3 separate regions of the Mus musculus genome follow, and all the other regions are linked to region 2. The links are chromatin contacts, called in public promoter capture Hi-C maps. All regions are on one chromosome and are shown on one strand. The core of a region is the stretch at or near the end of the contact, and the rest is flanking DNA. Distances in the headings are between cores, read along the strand shown.

What was found. Promoter capture Hi-C pulls out the DNA fragments that hold promoters and counts their contacts.
Region 1: a promoter capture Hi-C map of liver shows a contact between it and region 2, with 1.8 times the contacts expected there. The contact joins the promoter of Rab7b here to the enhancer-like site in region 2. A contact is called at or near these places in 5 of 39 promoter capture datasets (cranial neural crest, embryonic stem cells, hematopoietic stem and progenitor cells and 2 more), 1 of 115 datasets of contacts at active chromatin or transcription factors (cardiomyocytes) and 3 of 9 other capture datasets (adipose tissue, liver and pancreatic islet).
Region 3: a promoter capture Hi-C map of fetal liver shows a contact between it and region 2, with 2.5 times the contacts expected there. The contact joins the promoter of Slc26a9 here to the enhancer-like site in region 2. A contact is called at or near these places in 12 of 39 promoter capture datasets (the C10 cell line, the HPC-7 cell line, cranial neural crest and 9 more) and 1 of 9 other capture datasets (adipose tissue).

What each region holds. Positions count from the first base shown.
Region 1 is chr1:131,685,824-131,690,381 of GRCm38.p6, forward strand. It overlaps Rab7b (RAB7B, member RAS oncogene family), which reads left to right and starts at 2,872. Exons shown (of 6, transcript NM_145509.3): 1 at 2,872-3,012.
Region 2 is chr1:131,342,790-131,347,081 of GRCm38.p6, forward strand. Srgap2 (SLIT-ROBO Rho GTPase activating protein 2) reads right to left here. Exons shown (of 23, transcript NM_001081011.2): 9 at 2,973-3,074; 10 at 1,560-1,757. All of the region lies in intron 1 of Gm51644 (a long non-coding RNA gene), which reads left to right. Among named protein-coding and RNA genes, the nearest start is that of Ikbke, 65 kb to the left of the region's middle. Within about 2 kb of position 2,827, at least 21 of the 459 cell types and tissues checked have an H3K27ac peak or open chromatin away from gene starts, as enhancers often do. A contact at or near this core is called in adipose tissue and liver, where this site is marked.
Region 3 is chr1:131,742,536-131,746,686 of GRCm38.p6, forward strand. It overlaps Slc26a9 (solute carrier family 26, member 9), which reads left to right and starts at 1,487. Exons shown (of 21, transcript NM_177243.4): 1 at 1,487-1,578.

The DNA.
Region 1 (4,558 bases), core at 1,622-4,121, 340 kb after region 2:
CCACCTCACACCAGTGAGAATGGCTAAGATCAAAAATTCAGGTGACAGCAGATGCTGGCGAGGATGTGGAGAAAGAGGAACACTCCTCCATTGTTGGTGGGATTGCAGGCTTGTACAACCACTCTGGAAATCAGTCTGGCGGTTCCTCAGAAAATTGGACATAGTACTACCGGAGGATCCAGCAATACCTCTCCTGGGCATATATCCAGAAGAAGCCCCAACTGGTAAGAAGGACACATGCTCCACTATGTTCATAGCAGCCTTATTTATAATAGCCAGAAACTGGAAAGAACCCAGATGCCCCTCAACAGAGGAATGGATACAGAAAATGTGGTACATCTACACAATGGAGTACTACTCAGCTATTAAAAAGAATGAATTTATGAAATTCCTAGCCAAATGGATGGACCTGGAGAGCATCATCCTGAGTGAGGTAACACAATCACAAAGGAACTCACACAATATGTACTCACTGATAAGTGGATACTAGCCCAAAACCTAGGATACCCACGCTATAAGATACAATTTCCTAAACACATGAAACTCAAGAAAAATGAAGACTGAAGTGTGGACACTATGCCCCTCCTTAGAAGTGGGAACAAAACACCCATGGAAGGAGTTACAGAAACAAAGTATGGAGCTGAGATGAAAGGATGGACCATGTAGAGACTGCCATATCCAGGGATCCACCCCATAATCAGCTTCCAAATGCTGACACCATTGCATACACTAGCAAGATTTTACTGAAAGGACCCAGATGTAGCTGTCTCTTGTGAGACTATGCCGGGGCCTAGCAAACACAGAAGTGGATGCTCACAGTCAGCTAATGGATGGATCACAGGGCTCCCAATGGAGGAGCTAGAGAAAGTACCCAAGGAGCTAAAGGGATCTTCAACCCTATAGGTGGAACAACATTATGAACTAACCAGTACCCCTGAGCTCTTGACTCTAGCTGCATATGTATCAAAAGATGGCCTAGTCGGCCATCACTGGAAAGAGAGGCCCATTGGACACGCAGACTTTGTGTGCCCCGGTACAGGGGAACGCCAGGGCCAAAGGGGGGGAGTGGGTGGGTAGGGGAGTGGGGGTGGGTGGGTAAGGGGGTCTTTTGGTATAGCATTGGAAATGTAAATGAGCTAAATACCTAATAAAAAATGGAAAAAAAAAATAAAAGCTGGTCTGGGGGGGAGGAGTAGAGTAATATTAGAGAAGCGTCTCTCAGATAAGTTCTGGCCAGGTCAACTCTGCTTAGCTAATGAGATCGGGAGCATTCAGGTGGCATGGGCTTGAGGGAACTTCTAAAGGACAATAGTCCAGGAACCAAGGAGCTTCCATAAGCCAGGGATTATCAGCGCACTGCCTTGGCTTCCTCAGCAACCAAAACACCTCACTTGGGTAAGCAGGCTTTAGAGTGTCTCAGCTTTCCTGTGTAGAATTCAGTACGGAAACCATTAAGTACCTTCTTCCAAAAGTGTTTGCTAGTTGATAGAAGCAAATAAACTTCAATTTCTCTTCTACTCTTTGGTAGGGCCAATGCCAGCAGCACAATTGGCCAAGTGTGGGTTCCAAGGCTACCCATCTGCTTTCCAAATGCAGGGTTCTATGGCTGGTTTAGACACATGGTGGCTGGAAAGCCCCATCAGAGAGAGAGAGAGAGAGAGAGAGAGAGAGAGAGAGAGAGAGAGAGCACTATGGAACCGGGAAGAACTTTCTGACAGGACAGTAATCAAAGGAATATGTCTACAAAGAGACAAAGTCCTAACTTGTGAGGAATGTGAAGCGCATTAGATACACCTTAAGGGGACCCCCCTGAGATCTGGGGAGTCGTGTCTAAACTCACTCCATCTGCCTTTCATCTGCCAATTATACGCAAGGCACAGTCCACAACAGTGAAATGAGATGCCCACATTAACTGTATGCTAACAGCATCTTAAATTACCATCTTCTTCTAGGTGTTTCAGGTTGGGCAACAACCTAACCAGAGAGGCCCAGTGTGGGATTGTGGGGTGCCAGGACACACCTCACCTCTTACAAGTCTGATGTGGTGTGGTGTGCATATGTGGTGAGGTATGGTGTGTGGTATACATGTGTGCTGTGCATATGTGGTGCGGTATGGTGTGTGGTGTGGTGTGCATGTGTGGTGTATGTATGTGGTAGTGTAGTATGGTATGTGTATGTTGTGTGGTGTGCGTGTGTGATGGGTATATTCTATATGAATGGAGTAGGGGTGTGGGTGGTATAGAATGGATGTGATGAGGGAATGGATCTTGTTTCATGTGTGTGTGAGGAGTGTGGCACAAGGGATGCAAGGGTGTGCATATGAAGTATAAGTGTGTTATGCATGTATAGTGTGGCAGGGTGTTGGATAGTGTATATTTTCTGTGTGTATGCATGTGCATGTGTTATATACTGTGCGTGTGTGTGTGTGTGTGTGTGTGTGTGAGAGAGAGAGAGAGAGAGAGAGAGAGAGAGAGAGAGAGAGAGAGAGAGAGAGATGTGTGGGGTGAGGACAAGGCCTAAAAGCAGACCATCTTCCAACCTCACTGGGTCACTGGTGGCTGGACCCAATCTGCTCCACAACTGTTTGGGAAACAAACAAAGGGCTCCTTTCCTGAGACTCCCATGGACAGAGGCAGATGTCCCTACAAGCTCATAAATTGGACGTGTCACCTCTCAAGCCCTGTGTCCAAAAGTTCCCCAACTCAAACCTGCCGTCCCTCATCCCCTGGGATCAGAATCCTGATGAACTGAATATGCCTGGTGCCCTGAATGCACACAGCTCTGAAGCCTCGCTGGCTTTCCCTGTGCACTCCGCCTCCTCCACCCACACAGCTGAGGTCACGCTGGCCCAGCCTCTTTTGCAACTTTCCCAAGTCTGTGCACAGAAAGAGAGGAGGAAAACTCAGAGGGAAGTGGCCTCTCACCAAAACCGTTTGCGTTCTCAATACTGGCCAGATTGAAACTGCCACTCCTAGAAGAGAGACCCAGACCTAGAACTCCCACCTGTGTGAGGTGAGTGTCGTACAGCCATGCCTGGAAGGGGCCTGGCAGCCCATCTGTCCTTGCATGTGCCCATCTGCGCCGGAACTGTTCGTCTGCTGGTGAAGAGGAAAAGAAACCAGGTACAGAAATGAGGCTAAGAATCTGGCAGGTGCGGAATTTTAATCCAACCCGAAGACCCCTGCACTGCAGAAAGTTCCTGAGTGAGGTGGAGAAAGGACTTCCCTGCCAATCACAGGGAGCGGGGCCCAGCCTGGGAACCTGCAAAGGCAGCAATACCAGACAGGACAGGCAGCTCAAAGGAGGCTCTCATTATGCCTCTAGACCCGCAGGGCCTGGAAGAAACCAAAACCTTCTAAAAGGGTTGGGTCCTACGGAATCTGGCAGCTCCTTGGCCCACAGACAGGGGGCCATCTAGGATGAAGATTTGGAAGCTATCAGAGAAAGATGAGCTCTCAAAATAGGAAAATATTCCTCTTGTTCTAATCCATAAGAATTTCTCCAGGTGAAGAGCTACCATGTAGGAGCTAATGAACAGAAGTGGGCAGGTCCAGGTTCTACTCTAAGCTGGCTACTAACCTAGTTTGTTGTTGTTTGGTGTGTGTGTGTGTGTGTGTGTGTGTGTGTGTGTGTGTGTGTGTGGTGTTACGTTTTATGTGAATGATAGGCATGCATACTTACCACAGCACATTTGTGGAGGTCAGAGGACAGCTCTGTTGAGTTGATTTTCTCCTTCTACCCTTACATGGGTTCTAGCGAGTACTTTTACCTGCTGATCCATCTTACCAGCCCACCAACTAGTACTGACTATAGAATCCATTGGGCTATAATAGCATTTTGTAAATTGTAAGTGTTCTATAAACTGCTTCTTTATTGATAAAAAAGAATTGCTTTGGGCTTATAGGTCAGTCCCCCACTACAAAGGTCTTATGGAGATAGTAGTTTGTGAGTATCCTTAGACATATACTGTGCTTCTGCTTAGCGGGTGTGCACTATGTGAGTGTGTGGATAGACAGACACCTGGATGGATGAATGAATGGATACATGCATTAGAAAGGACACGTGGATGGATTGTCACTCTTCAGGGAAGTTTCTGTATCCACAGCATCAGTGACCATGCTTTGGGGACAGGCGGGGTAGAGTGAGATAAGAGGTACTGTCTAGGGTACCGGTAGTCTACTTGGGGAAGCAGGACAAACATTTCCCCAAAGAGCTTAAAGAGTGAGAACGAGGAGCCTTCCGAAACCAGCACTGTGGGTGTGCTTTGCAGAGGAAGCAGGTTTAGACCTGCAAGGATTTGGGTGGGTGATGCCAACTGTCAAGTGATCCTGGCAGGCAACAAAGCCTCCTGTGCCCCAAGAATCTCATTAAACAGAAAACCTTACACTCGGCCTGCAAGTCCACTGTTTTCTAGAATGAATAAAGTATGGGGTGCAGGGGGAGAAGAGAAACTGTGCTGGGAAAGATTGAATACTGGGCAGAGAAACCCGGCCTGCTGCAGAATTCTCAGCTGCCGCTGTTCACTGGTCTCCCTGACAACTTACACAGGACCTCATCC
Region 2 (4,292 bases), core at 1,577-4,076:
TAAAATGAGTAGCAGTTACTGAGTGCCGTGAACTAGGCTATGTGTCACTCCATCCTCTGTATAGATTTGCACATGCTTAGAAGATGTAGTATAGACTGGAGACAGAGCTGTACTTCTTTCCCAGCACATAAAAGTTCTACCAAGAAACAAACAACTGCATCCCAAGCAATTTGAAAATATAATTAAATGACTTAAGTTTATAATGCAATATATACAACATCTCATTTTTGTAAATATAATTTTAAATACATGCCTCATATGAATTTATTTTCTTCTTTCTGCTTCTAAGTTTTACATAATGACCATGTTTTAAAATGTTTTTCTTTATATAACAAAAAATTTTGAGTTGTTTTAGAACAATATTCTTAAATCATATTCTTTTAAAAGTCTTCTTTGGGATTTAAAACTACAAAAACACCAAGGATTTGGAGTTTAACTAAGTGAAACAGATTTACAAAAACACCAATCAATCATGTTAGGGCTCTTAAAGAAAAAAGGAGAGTGCACAAAGAAAAAAATTAAACAAATTGTCCCAGCTGGAAGACAAATCTAATTTGCTCCATGCTGAGTGTGCTTCATGACTGGAAGACAATTGACGTCCTTTCATTTGCTCAGTGTGGATTGTCAATGGCCATGTGGTATCTTACAACTGAAAAGTCAGTTTTTCTTTTCTTGGTCATCATAAGATAAGGAAATAAATTTTGGTACAGGCAAAAGTCAGACTTGGCAAGTTCAAAACAATTTAATTATTAAACAAAAGATCAGCTAACAGCTTTTTAAAAACTATTAACTAGCTAGGCGTGGTGGCACACGCCTTTAATCCCAGCATTCGGGAGGCAGAAGCAGGTGGATTTCTGAGTTCAAAGCCAGCCTGGTCTACAGAGTGAGTTCCAGGACAGCCAGGGCTACACAGAGAAACCCTGTCTTGAAAAACCAAACCAAACCAAACAAACAAACACAAACAAACAAAAACTATTAACTTTTGTACACACAGACACACATAGATACACATCTACTCATCTAAAAGGAGATCTGAGAGAAATGAATAAAATATACTGCTCTAGAATTCTCTACAAACCCACCAAGTTGCTCATTTAAGTCTCTTTAACTTTCACCAATAATTAGAAAAAATAACTTCCTAATAATGGAACTTATATGATAATGTATTCAAATCACTTAGGAGAGACTTTAAATTTCTTAAAACAATATACATATTGGCAAAGATATTTGAATATAGTTCTCAAAAACCAATAAACTTAATTCCCTTGCCATGATCTCTTGTGAGTGAGAGGGCTTCTATACTAGCTGGTTAAAAGTTTCCCTGATTTTTTTCTAAGTGATTTCTTTAGGAGCATCCCTTTCTTTGAGGGCCCCAGAAGACACATAGAACTTGTAGATGTTTTTGCTTTAAGTGTCAAGGTGGTGTCCAAGTATGCCAGGCTCAAATCTTGTGCATTTAAAGCTTGCTTTTCAGACAGTTGGCAAAAACTCTTGATTCCAAAGCTCCTGTGGGCGTCAGTGTCTACTGATGTTCTTATAAGGCCAAAGAGTGCCCTTACCGTGAAATAAAACTGTTCCGTCTCTTGCTGGTTCGCTCTCCTCTTAGCAATGCTGGGCTTGCTCATGAATGTTTCAGAGACAGTTGATTTGACAGACTCCATGGAATTGCTATACTGGAAGCAGTCAGATACATCAAAATCCTCAACAGTCACAATGTCTTGAATGGTCTGCAGGGTGGCCTCCATTGTCTTTTTCACCTATAACCATAATGGCCAAAATAATCATGAGAAGCAGGCTTTAAAATGGCAGGTGATAGAGCAACTAGGAGGAGCTTGAGAGGAGGAATGTCTCTCTTCCCAAGAGAGGGGTAGGAAGGAAGGATGCCAGCAGATCACAGCTGCACTTCTCACTGAACAGTACTGAGTGATTGAGTGATGAACATCACAGGAACCCAGTTTCAGCTCACTGCTCTCTCCAGCAAACACCTAAACTCCACTCTTTCTCTGCTGTGTACCTTTTATGTAATGTTTACTTTCTTCAAAGAGACTTATCGTATGTGTAGATGTTTTGCCTGCATGTGAGTGTGTCATGTGATGCCTGGTTCCTGTGGAGGCCAGAAGAGGGGGTTGGAGTTGCTGGAATTAAAGGTAGGGATGGCTGTGAGCCACCATGCAGGTGCTGAAGCCAAGCCTGCGTCCTCTGCAAGAGCAACCAGTGTTTTTAACCTATTTCTTTATTATAATGAAAGTGCAAAGGGAAACAGAATAACATAATTGCAAAACAGTATTTCCAACATACTGGAGCTGATGAAAATATGTGATAGATCCTGTCCTTCAATGTTCCTGGCACTGTTTCGTGACCTTCAATCAATGAATGGGTTTGCTTTCCTATTTGCAAACTAAGTGACCCAACCCTACTTCTTAGTAAAATTAAGACTTACTAAAATACAAGAAAAAGCCATCTGAGCTCAATGGAAACCTGGATTACCTTTTTAAACTGGATTGTTTTTAAACTTTTAAAAATTGCCTTTTTAAACTGGATATTAAAAGAAAATATTCTGTGTTTAGAAAAAAAAAAGTCACCCTCCTGTAAGAGGAGAGAGATGTCTGAAGTGTCAAAGTCAAAAGGTTTCTTTTTGAAAATGCTGGAAAAAGCCAGTCATGAGTGGGTCATTTCAGAGACTTGATATTGTTCCCACAGTGGCCAAGTGCCACTTTGATTAAATGTGTAGTGGGGAGGGGCATTTTGTAAAAGCCTAAAATAGAGCACAACCTTTGGCAATGTACGAACAACTTCCTGAATTTCAAGGGCAGGATGTAGCAGCAGGGAAAGCGCTAGCCTCTATTTGGCCAGGAAATCTCTGCAATAGCCTGGACATTCTCTGCATGCTCCTTCTACTTGCCCCTGATGGACAGCCATAAGTAGTTCAACAAGGAAACAGTGGCTCCGAGCTTCCTAGGAAGGAAACACACCTCTTCATTCTCAATCTTCAAAGTGGATAAGCGAGACTGCAGCTGTTGGCATCTCTGCACCAGCTCACTCTGGACAGGCTGCTGGGCACAGAGTTGAGAGGCCTGTCAGAAAAAGCAACAGAAGGTCAGGAAGAGGACATATATCTTTTGAGGACTCCAGAGTTCTCACTACTGCTCAAAACAATTTACATTGTATTGCATCCCAACTACTGGAAGGCTTGCAGTTTCTATGAGCAAAAAAAAAAAAAAAAAAAGTATGCATGTGAACTTCTAGACCAAAGGATATGTGAAAGGGGAGGAGAATCTATTTGGAAAGACTGTTTCTCTCTTTGTAACTCAAAGGCAGGCAGGTGGTTGGCAGGGTAGGTCTAGCAGCAGCTGCTGATTCAGGGAATTCTGAGGAGGCTAGACAAGAGTGTTTCAAGAAGCCCTTGGTTCAGAAACCCAACACTTTGGCACAGTGAAGTTCCTGCCAAAGGTCCAAGTGGTCACCTCTCTGGCTCTTCCCTCCTCCCACTTCATACACTAGAGTTAAAAAGCAGGAGAGAAGTGGGCCAAGAAGCTAACTTGCTGCTGCTGGCAGCATGTATGTTTATAAATCTGGGTCATGCACGAGAGCTTTGAGCCAATGGGAAAGAGTTTATGTGAATTTGGGAGCAAGTTCATAAGCTCAAGTTAGAGAGCCCCAGAGGGCATGAGATCTGACAGGAGGAACTTGATATCTTTAAATAGCCATCATTGTATCCCACTAGGTGTGAGATCCCCTGTACCCCCATCCCCAATTAACCAACTCTATCTTCTGTGAAGGAACAGCTGACGTAGAGTCTATAGATAAAGGTGAGGCTATGGTATGAGGTAATCCGATCTCCTGGATGACGGATGACAGGCAGAAGGCTAGGAAGTGAAGGATAGGACCCATGTGGAGGAAGTGCCTGTCACTTTATTATCAAGTGTCCTTTAGCTCTTACCAGAAGAGACATATGGATAGAATTTGGCTCTGTTATCCTCAGCAAAGACTGAGTATATTCATATATTTGTAAACCACTCTCTTACTCAAAAAAAAATAAAACTTCTCTTTAAATGGAGGAGACTGGAAATTGACCTTTTTCCCCTTTGGTATTTAAGATTCCAACTGATTTGATCTCTTCTTCATCTGAGAGGCTTGTTCAAGATTTGGAGCTGATTTCACTATGGCTTTTAGAAGTAGACATAATGGAGAAAGCTTGTTGGCCAGATGGGTTACTGCCAAGAATGAAATTTCTGTTTCTGGCCCTGATGTCACCAGTTGTGCATCCAGTGCCCTCAAACCTCTGGGTGCAC
Region 3 (4,151 bases), core at 237-2,736, 400 kb after region 2:
TCATTCACCCATCTCACAGACTCACCATGAAGCTTTAACGAGTACCAGAAAGTGAATAGGTGGTCAGAACACAAAAGTAAACCAGCCCAGATCTGCCCACTGACATCTCTCATACGGTAAACGAGTTTAGAAGACTGACTACCCAGCACATCATGCCCACTGGCTGTGCTCCATGTTATAACACCAAGGCAGGAAATACTGCAGGAGGGAAACATGCCATCTATGCAGGAGCACGGGGAAGGGCTCCAAGACAGTGTTCACTGACACGTTCTCCCCCCCACTGGAGTGGCAGGCATACTTGGGTCCCTGGCATCCTGGCTACACCTCGACACCTTTGAGTGACCTTGGGTATTTCCTTAGTCCCCACAAGCAATACATCTTCAAACTATCCACTGGGCTGGGCTTGCAGACAATTCATTCTTTCATTCATTCAACAGATATTTGTTGAGTCCCTACTATGTGCCAAAGCAACTTCATTTCACCTTCCCAGGGGCACTTCCAACAGTGCTTTGCTGGAGCACCCCTATATCAAATTTCAGAGCTTCTGTTTTATCTTAGAGAAATAGAAGGACAACTCAAGGCTGGGACAGTCTAGTTCAAGATGTCGTGGGGGACGGTGGGAAGCCGCATGGGCTCAGGGAGGAACTCTCATTTGGTAGATTCCCACACTGCTTTCCCATTGCATTGGTGGCCAAGGGACCCACAGCTCTGCTCCCAAAGGCATCTGGGAACATGGTCATTGGCTCTGGTTCCTGGAAGGGATGGTACAGAGAGTTGATGGCTTCCAGAACACCTTTCCTAAATTTGCTGTAGGTCCAGTTTCTTAAGCTTCTTTACTCTAGTGTTTCTGAGCCTCATGGCATCTCTGATATTTCTGAGCACTGCACAGGGACGGTCTTCACAATGATTTAAGGTCGGGGATGGAGCTGGAAAGCAAGTCTCCACCTCAGCTCCGAGTATTTCAAGGCCCTCAGGGCCTCCAGACACCATTCATGCCCTTTCCCAGGGTGCTCAGAGGTCCACTGTCCCTCACCTCTAGATCCCCAACCTTCAAAGCAAGAGCCACAGAGCCCAACCCCTCAGGTGGCTTCAATGGTATCCATTGTCCAAAGGGCTGTGTGGCTTGACCCCCAGCCCCATAAGTAGCAGGACAGCAGGCTCAGAGAGGAATCTGCCTGCTGCCCCTCCTCTGCCGACTGCCTTGGGGGAGTCTGTAGGGTAGTGGCCCCGCTGAATGTGACCTATTGTCTTCAGGTGGATTTAGGAAGTGCCAAGCTCCCATCAAACAGCCCTGCTCCCCAGGTAAAACAAAAAAAGGGCTGTTCATTTGGGACCTTTCCCCCCCTTATCTCCTTTTCCTATCTCCTTAGGCTTAGCTCTGGTGTAGTGTTCAAAACCACTTCCCCTCCGAGCCAATCAGAAGCCGGGGCTCACTGGCGGCCCTGAGGTGAAGTTATTTATAAACGCCTCCCTGGATTATTTGAGCAGAGCCCTTTCACACACCTCAGGAACACCTCTCTGCTGCCCGCTGCCCAGACACACCTGCAGCCCTGCCCAGCCGGCTCTGCTCACCCAGAGGTAAGCCCCACCCAGCCCAACCCACCCAAGGGCTGGGGGTTATCCAGGGAAGAGAGCAGGCCCCAGGGGTACCTTCAGAAGAGAGATGACGTGGTGGGGGCTTAGGAACCTGAGTACACATGGGAAGGACGTTCTGAACCGGATCCTATGAGCAGCCCTCCAGTCCTTGTGGAGCGCACCATAAAGACCTCAGCTGCTAGGGTGAGTTTCACTGGAAGAATACACAGAATGGACTCTATTGGAGGAGCTCAAAGACACCCAGTCAGAGTCAGGCAAACAGGGCCTTCCAGGAAAAGGAATGGAGCTTGAACCTTTCTGAGCCACCCCCTCCACTTTCTACTTCTTTTCAAGTCCTGGAAGCAGAGAGCTAGCTCTTGGTGCATCTCGAAGTGGCTGTGTCCCCGTCCTTCTGTCTCTACACCCTTTCCTTCCCTCGCTTATTTCCCCATTTCGGGGTATTCTGCATGAGCTCTGTGGACTCCTATTTGGTCCCTGTTGCTTCCATGAAGCTAAAAGAGGTAACTGGAGAGGAAGATAAGGAGCTGAAGGCAAGTGAGGGACAGGCTCTATTGAGCTTAGAGCGTTTCGTGGTGCAGCATCGGGAGGGTCTGGGCCAGTACACTGGTGAGGAGCCAGACTCACAGGCGCCCAGATCCTGAGCCTCCCAGCCCACAGTTCTAAGAGGTCCCAAGGCATCCTTGGGCAGTGTCTCTACTTCTGGAAAACAGCCCAGAGGTTCTCCAGGCTGGGCCAAGCAAATCTGTTATCATCGTGACACCAACTATTCAGTTGAGCTTAGGCCTGTTAGGTGAGAATGCCTGGATGGGTCCCTTAAAGTAGCAAAGCCTTCCCCACCCTGAAATAGGGCAGACTGGGAGAGGATTTTTCTCCCTTAGTGTTTTTACTCAAAGATGATCCTCCCCCAGAGCCCCTGCCGCCCCCAGCAGGCTCTCAGAACCAGCTCTGCTACTCCACCAGGCTTTCTGGCCCCTCCCGGGGTCTGACCTGCCCTGAGGCTCACTCTAGGAAATCCTGATGCAAAGGTCTTTCTTTATCTCTTAGTACTCAGGGGCTTCCAGCAGAGTGACATATAATCTGAATTTAGTGAGAATGTCTCAAACTATACAAAATGACCTCTAGAGGTTTGCTAAAGAAATGGAGACCAGCTGGATGTGAGCCAAATCATGGAGGGTGACGTGGTCATGATTTGGAAGATATAATCCTCCAGGGGAGGTCAGACTTCACTCAGTGCTGTCTTCGGTTTTGACCTATATTCTCGGGGATCACTGGTCTTTTCAGGAACTTCTAAGAATCTTATTCCGTGTCCTTCCAGGGACCTTGTGACCTTGTACAGGTCTCACTGTTAGACTCTGTTCAGCGTCTCACCTTACGGCCTCTACTGGAACTTAGCCCCAGGTCATCTGTTCTCAACAGGGAAAGCAGCAGGGTGGGTGGGCCTGGAGATACAGAATGGAGACTTGAGACTCCCACACAACAGGGAGTCCCCTTTAAAGGATGCAGTCCCAGAGCATCCACGGAGTCAACATTTGCCTTGAGGACATCCTCCTCCACAACAGAGGAGGGCATCAGCCTGGGGTTAGAAAGGGACTACAGATTTGCACCAGAAATTCCATGACAATTGAAAGAGAGAACATTTCAAAATGCCTTAGGGACACACAGGCTCCTACAGCCTCCTTCTGCCTGCCAGGACCTCAGTCTCCAGCCAGGATCCCAACCTTCTCTCCTGTCACCAGCTGATGTCCCCACTCTAGCCAGACAGAGGCTGCCTTTCTCGGGATAGTTACCCCTGATGAAGAAGGCAAGGAACAAGTCCTTGGAGCCCAGGGGACCTCAAGGTGACCTCTCCTCTCCCCAGAACATAGCCATCCGACAGGTAGAGTCCTGTGATAAGGAATCTGCCAACCTAGGTCTGCCCCAGTGTCTGGCAAGGTGTGTCAAGGAAAAATCCCGAGGCACCCTTCCCCCAGCCAGGGCTTAGGAAGGAAGTCACTCTGGGCTACAGTGACAGGGTCACCTCCAGACATGACAGAAATCCAGGGGCAGGCGCTCACCTTTCTGTTCCCCAATGTCCCTTCTCCTACAGAAAAGACTCAGAGTGGGAGGGCCTGTGACTGGAGCATAGGAATAAGTAGGAAAGGGGAAGGCACGGAAAGACAAGTGAGCTGCCTAGCTAGGAAGGGACTCTTCCAGACACAGTCATGATAAAAACAAATGGCCAGGATTGACTGCTTCCCTGGGCCCAGCACCCCAGTTCATTCCCTTGGGCATCACGCTGAGCTCAACCCCTCAAGCATTCTAAGAGGATTCACAGATCTAGTTTGGCATAGGGAGGGGGCCCAGTGAGCTTTCCTTTGTAGGAACTTGTTTGAGGGGGTCCCCACAGAGTCCATCTGTCACTTTCTCCAGCTCCTCAGCTGTACAAGATCCCTAGATTCCTCCAATGCCTGGATGATCTCATTCCTTCCCCAGCCCAGGTTTAGGAATTGTCTGTGTAACCATCTCTCTCTCTCTCTCTCTCTCTCTCTCTCTCTCCAACCCTCTTAAGTCCTAAA